Regions from separate parts of the Mus musculus genome. Here region 1 is linked to region 2. Evidence: chromatin contacts called from public HiChIP or PLAC-seq data. All regions are on one chromosome and are shown on one strand. The core of a region is the stretch at or near the end of the contact, and the rest is flanking DNA. Distances in the headings are between cores, read along the strand shown.

What was found. HiChIP or PLAC-seq counts read pairs in DNA pulled down with a chosen protein or histone mark.
Region 1: an H3K27ac HiChIP or PLAC-seq map of embryonic stem cells shows a contact between it and region 2, with 68 read pairs. The contact joins the enhancer-like site here to the promoter of Nsd1 in region 2. A contact is called at or near these places in 10 of 39 promoter capture datasets (the 3T3-L1 cell line, 3T3-L1-derived adipocytes, the C10 cell line and 4 more), 1 of 15 datasets of contacts at CTCF or cohesin (CD8 T cells), 13 of 484 Hi-C or Micro-C datasets (CD4 T cells, Th1 cells, bone marrow-derived DN3 thymocytes and 5 more), 17 of 115 datasets of contacts at active chromatin or transcription factors (the SCID.adh cell line, bone marrow-derived macrophages, craniofacial prominence and 9 more) and 3 of 9 other capture datasets (adipose tissue, liver and pancreatic islet).

The regions. Positions count from the first base shown.
Region 1 is chr13:55,246,415-55,249,642 of GRCm38.p6, reverse strand. Nsd1 (nuclear receptor-binding SET-domain protein 1) reads right to left here. Exons shown (of 23, transcript NM_008739.3): 5 at 1,566-3,228. Among named protein-coding and RNA genes, the nearest start is that of Nsd1, 38 kb to the right of the region's middle. Within about 2 kb of position 1,787, at least 19 of the 459 cell types and tissues checked have an H3K27ac peak or open chromatin away from gene starts, as enhancers often do. A contact at or near this core is called in embryonic stem cells and stem cell-derived epiblast-like cells, where this site is marked.
Region 2 is chr13:55,208,212-55,211,181 of GRCm38.p6, reverse strand. Nsd1 (nuclear receptor-binding SET-domain protein 1) reads right to left here and starts at 1,400. Exons shown (of 23, transcript NM_008739.3): 1 at 1,307-1,400.

The DNA.
Region 1 (3,228 bases), core at 538-3,037, 38 kb before region 2:
ACCAACACTGATATCATACATAACTGGACAATCCAGAAGAACTGAATAAATTCCTTGAAATAGTCAATCCAAGACTGAATGAATGATATGAATCTTTTTTTTTAAAAATCCAAACAAAGTTGAGCTTGTGCCAGTACTCAGAGGCTGAGACAGCCAGGTCTGCAGAGCTAGTTCTCCTCCAACAGTCAAGGCTACAGAGAAACCAAAAAACAAAGGGAAGATGACTCAGCAGTTAAGAAAGCGCTCTTCCGGGGCTGGCAAGATGGCTCAGAGGGTAAGAGAGCACTGACTGCTTCTCCGAAGGTCCTGAGTTCAATTCCCAGCAACCACATGGTGGCTCACAACCACCCATAATGAGATCTGATGCCCTCTTCTGGTGCGTCTGAAGTCAGCTACAATGTACTTATGTATAATAATAAGACTAAAAAAAATAAAAAATAAATAAAAAAGAAAGAAAGAGCTCTTCCAGAGGACCCAAGTTTGATTCCCAGCACCCACATCAGGTGGCTCACACTGACCTCTAACTGTAGTTCATGCATACACTGAAACACACGTAACTGAAAACACTAAAGATCAAATGGGAAAGCACAAAGTCCATGAAGCCTACAGTTTGCTGATGCACTGACCACGCAGCTCAACTTCCTCAGACTTCGGAAGCTGGGCATGTTACATCTTGCAGCTAGAATCCCAGCACTCAGAAAGCTGAAGCAGGATGACAGCAATGGAAAAAGTATAGTTTCTTCAACAAACTATTTTGGGAGAGCTGTATATCCACATCAAAAGAATTCAGGGCCTTTGCCTTTCACCATACAAAAAAATTAACAACAAAACAAGCAGATACGAGACCTCAAACAGTTAAGCACATTGGGGTGGACGGCAGCTTCTTGGCTGTGACCCCTAACAAAAAAGGATCAAGAGCAAAGACAGTAAAACAGCATCACAGGAGACTCTGACCTTCTCCCCATCAAAAAGAAAAGAAAAATCCAAGACAGCTAAGCCAAGACAACAGAGACACACTCTCAAAGCACAGTGAGAAGGTAACTGTGGCATAGCATTACTTAGCACATCTCTCTTACCTATAGAAAAATGTGCATCCTTTTAAGTTGTGGTCAGAGGAAACCTAGTTTCCAGTCTTTTTACTACTAGTACACTAATGACTACACTTAAGTTTTTAGGCCTACAGCCTCCTCAATCCCAAAATGTCAGTTAACTTTGTAAGATAAGAAACTGGAAAGGAGAAAAAATTATCGGGATTTACAAAAAGGAAAAAAAAGAGCTAATAAGAAAGTAACACAGGTAACTCAGTAGCAGTGTGCTGCCAGACATCCACTGAGGTCTTAAACTCAATCCCCAATAGCTAAAATAAAACTAAAAAGTTTATAAAATACAGATATCCCACATTTAAATATTAGTCTTCTTAGTCAAGTGGTAACTCTGACTCCAAGTTTGTAACACATATTCCATTACAACAGACAGACCCAGGGTCTTCAAATGAGCAACTTTGTCAGAAAAAAAAAAAAACATCAACAAATTCTCTTCACTTTTTACCAGATAAAAGTTTTTACCTGGCTCAGGGAGCTTGGTCTGTGGCATCAAACTGGGAATTCCTGTCTCCTTTTCTACATCACCCATGCCAACACTGGACTTCTCACAAACATTCAGCCGAGGCGCAACCGATTCAGAGTGGCTGCCATGATTGGGATCTGCTGCTGAGTCCTCAGGTTTACTTGTAGGAGGAGCTCTTTGTTCTAAGTAGTCTTCCCGGGCCTTCTGCACAGCGTCAGCAGGAAGTAAGACTCCAAAAGCACCCTCCGAGTTTTCTTTCTCCCTAAATCTGTTAGCACGCTTTCCGGGCTTAGGGCGCCTTTGGTTTAATCGCTGCCACCGCTTTTTAGGCACCACCTGATTAACACCATGGAGTTCATCATTCTCAGTGTTCATTTCAGAGCCCAACTCTGGGCCTTTTCTGTTCTCAAAAGAAGGTTCTTTTTCAAGATTTTTATCAGGGTCCGATTGTTTAGCCTTGCTATCAAAATGTACATCTGAAAAATGTGTGTCTTCATTTCTTAAAAGGTCCATTTGTTGCAGAGGCTCTTCTTTACCAGGATCTTCAGCCCCACCCCTGGATGGGCCATTCACTGATCCACTTTCTTTGTTTCCCAGTCTGTTAGCAGCAAGTGTCACAGCTGGAAGTCGGCTGAACTTTCTCTTCCGCTCAGTCTTTAAGGCTTTTGGGTTTACTGAAGGTTTTACCATCTGGGCTGAAATGGTTTCTCTCAACTTGGATGATGGCTTTGCTCGGCCACAGTTGCGCCTTGGGATACAGTTAGAGCGAATTTTACCACAAGCAGGGAGCTCTCTTTTGTCAGAAGCTAAGCTGGACAGGGAAGAAGACAACTCTCCAGACAAGGCAGAGTCACCCCCACCAGGACTCTGGTGAACTGAGTCCTGAGTGCTATCTCCAGGCTTTTCAGAATTGGGTGTGGAGCTTCCTAACACCAAAACTTTTGATGTCCCTACAGGGCTACCAGAAGAACAGTCCCCACGATCTGGAGTCCTGTAGGAAGCCAGATTTTGAGCAGTCATTAACCGCTGCTCCTTTGTCTTACTGTCATGCATATCCTTCAGCATCATCAGCAATGTGCTAAACTTGTAATCTGGTTCAATTGGTATATGATTCTGACTAGAAGCAGAAGAAAACAGTAATGGCTTTGATGCCTTTGCCGTTCCAGAATCACTTACGTCTTCACTTAATGATCTGTACGAGAGCTCCTTCAGTTCCGAAAGAACGTGCTTCACCACTGCTGTTTCTATGTCACTAGAATCTCTGGTTTTCTCATGCATATTGTTCAGTAGTTTTAGCCCCTCTCCTTTCCCACTTTTGGATATATTGGCCAAAGGAGAGCCATTGGTATCAGAAGAACAGCATTTCAAACTGAGGTCCTCACTTGTAGCTGAGGTTTCTGCAACAGCTGGGCTTTCTTTATGCTTGCATTTTATACTACGAAACTTGGGCTGTCTGCATTTCAGAGGTAATAGAGTTTGATTTGCAAGCCCACCCTTTGTCAGTGGATTTTCATTACGAATGCCTGGTGGCGCGCTGAATTTTGTAGTGAGACCATCATTCCTAAATTCTGGTTGGGGTTTGGGAATAGGACTACTAATTTTAAGATCAGAAAGATTGACCTGAGACAACTCAGCAGTTTCAGGCTCCATTGTCTTGGTAGA
Region 2 (2,970 bases), core at 151-2,650:
GCCCCGGCCTCCATCTTAGGTTCCAGCCCGGGCTCCCCATCCACTGGGCACCTGCCCTCAGCCCCGCTGGTTTCGACCCGAGGCCGAGGCTACCCCCGTCTCGCTGTAGGGCTCACCTGGGGGGTTTGGCATGGGGGTCTTCGAGGCCCCAGGCCCCGAGCAGACGTGGCCGCAGGGGAACCCCCTTGCCCAGCCGCACCCCAAACCCACACCACCACCACCACTACAGACCAAGCTGAACAGGAAACAAAATGGAGGCAGCAGCAGCTCGGGTCTGCCTCCCCGAGCCAAGCCTCTACAGCCCTGGGACTCCCTTTCGGCCGCAGGCTCGACGCCCGCGAGGCAGGGGATTGGCTCCTCCCGGGAGCCTGGGGCAGCCGCCCTGGAGCAGCGCGTGCGGGCGGGCCGGGGACTCGGCCCTGCGGTCCCCACGGCCCCTCACCCACCACCCCTTCCCTTCCCTCTCCCTCCCCAGGCCGGGCCGTGCGGGGTGAGCGGCTCCGGGGAGCAGGGTCGGGTGACCCGCCCCGGGGTACTGGCCGCAGGACCGTGGCCTCAACCCGGGCCTGAGGCCGAGAGACCCCGCAGCCCTGAGCCCACGCCCCACACCCCGGCCTCTGGGACACAGCCTAACGGCGCGCCCGCACCTCGGCCTGTCGCCGTGCAGCCCCCGCCCAGCGAGGCCGAGCCCCCGGTCCAGACCCCGCGGGGACGAAGCTCCTCGGTCACCCTCGGGCCCAGGGGTCTTCGCTGCCCCGGGCGGGGCGAGGGGAGCTCGGGGGGAGGGGTCCACTAATCCCTGCACCGCCTCCAGCGCCTAGTGTGGGTCTGGGTCTGGGCCTGGCACGGCGGCCCCGGGGCTGCGGGCGCTGGCGGCCTTGGAGAGGTGCGGGCGCGCGGGGCCGGGGGCCGGGAGGGGCAGCGCCTCGCACCGCGGACGCTGCAGTTCTCCACACCCAGGCAGATGGCCCTCTCGAGCGCGCTTCGCCCCTGAGGCCCAGGCATCGGGACCCCTGCGCGACTGCACAGGGACGGCCGACAGGCTGGACGGGCTGGCCAAGCATGAAAGGCGCAAACCCCCGGCCTAGGAAGGCTCTGCGTTAGGAGGACGGGGTCCTGCTGGCGCGCACTTAGCACCAGGACCCCGCCGCCCTGACCTCGTAGGGCTGTAGCGCGTCCATTCCTCAAAGACAGTGGAAGGTCAGGGACTGGACCAGGCCTGGTCCAGCCACTCCAGTCCCCTGAGGCACTTCTCCCTTCCCGGACCCTGCTGCTTCCTGGGTTTGCTTCACCGCAAGAAGCTCACCTCAGGCATGACTTGGTCCCTAGAGCGTTAAGCGCATCCTTGTTGTTGAGAGAAAGCCATATTGGACGGCCCCGAGAATTCCCGCCTCTTCCAGAAAGCCTTCGGTGATTTGGAGTTCATTTTAAAGCCGAGGGCGCCGCCCTCGATGGCCACGTGACCACCATTCCTCCAGAGGCTTAGTAAATGTGCATAGTTATTGCCCCAGTAGAGTGTTTACCGAGGGCCCTCTGGTAACTAGACCCCCACCTGGGAGAACAGGCACTTTTGGCGTTCCCCTGCCAAGTATCTGTACCGGTTGGGGATCTGCAATGGTTGGGCCAAACTCCATCCTTCCCTGCCCTTCACCTCGTGACTGTGTCCAGCAAGCAGCGGCTTAGGATGCTTCCAGCTGCTTGCTGTCCAAGACCCACAGTCCATTAAAGGAGGCTCAGAGCTAAGCCTTCAGCATACCATCAGTAATGCTGGAGCCCTGGCCCTGCCAAGAGGGCAAGTGGGTTTCCTGAGAGAAGGTGCCCGGCGGAAGCAAGAGTGAAGAGGCTACTGTGACCTCAGGTCCCTCGGGTTAGTTTAAAGGAGTTTCCAGATGCAAAGTTGACTGGCATCTTTCCCTGCGCTAAAACTAGCCGGAAAAAAACTGGGGCCCTCTCCCATGGAGACCCGGTCTTTTGTTCTACGAAGGAATAACTCCTGCTAACACCTTCGGGCAATTCAATAGGAAAGCTCTCACTGGATCCTTTTTCACAAGTAATCATTTGAGCCTGTCATTTCTAACTGGCAGTTACCCCAATGCTAATCACTCCACAGCCCTTCCCAGTGCCTAGCCATTTTGAGGTACTTGGAACTGCCACTGGAGGGCCTTGAAGAAGTTATCTTTCAGTCCCAAACCTCTGTTTCCTCATCTGTGGCCTCCAAGACACAGGCATCTGGGAGGATCCTGAAACAGGCTAACACTCTGTCCTTAACAATTACAGACATATTTGACAAATACTGAAATGTAACTCATTGCTTCCTTCAGCAACCGTTTCCTGCAGTCTAGGCAATGCACCAGGCTCTGGGGAAGCAAAATGGGAGCTAGTGTGCCAGGCAACCTGTGGCCTCAGGGAAAAAAGGGTACCGAGAGAGACTAGCTGATGTAAGCACATTACTGCTCTGCAGGACCCTCTCCTTAACCTCCTACCTCCCCCTCACCCCCATTCAGGATGACCTAGTTACTGACAGAAACAAGACTGAGACCCCAGGGAAATATCAGACTTCCCTAGGTAACCCCTGGGGGTCCTCCCTTCCTCCTACTATAAAACTGTCTACCACAGTGACACAACCAGAGTGCTTATGGAGCTGAGCTTCTATATTCAGAAGGATACTGAATCCTCAAGTGAGACGGGGCTGCTTTCCTGTAGGATTGGGTTCTGGGGTGTAGACCTAGCTCTTCTCTACTGATTATAACTCAAGAATCTCTTCTGGGCCTGCACACCTCACCTGCAGACATATGAGAACAAATCCTTGTTGAGCGGGTATCATGCATTAGACACCACTGAGCGCTTGACACACGTCTGTTCCTTTAACCCTTTACTAGTCTGCAAAGAATTAAGGACTAGGTCAAGCCCTTTGTGCACATTCTCAGGACTATTACTTTCACAGGTGGGGTGGGCAACATCCTTGTGTGA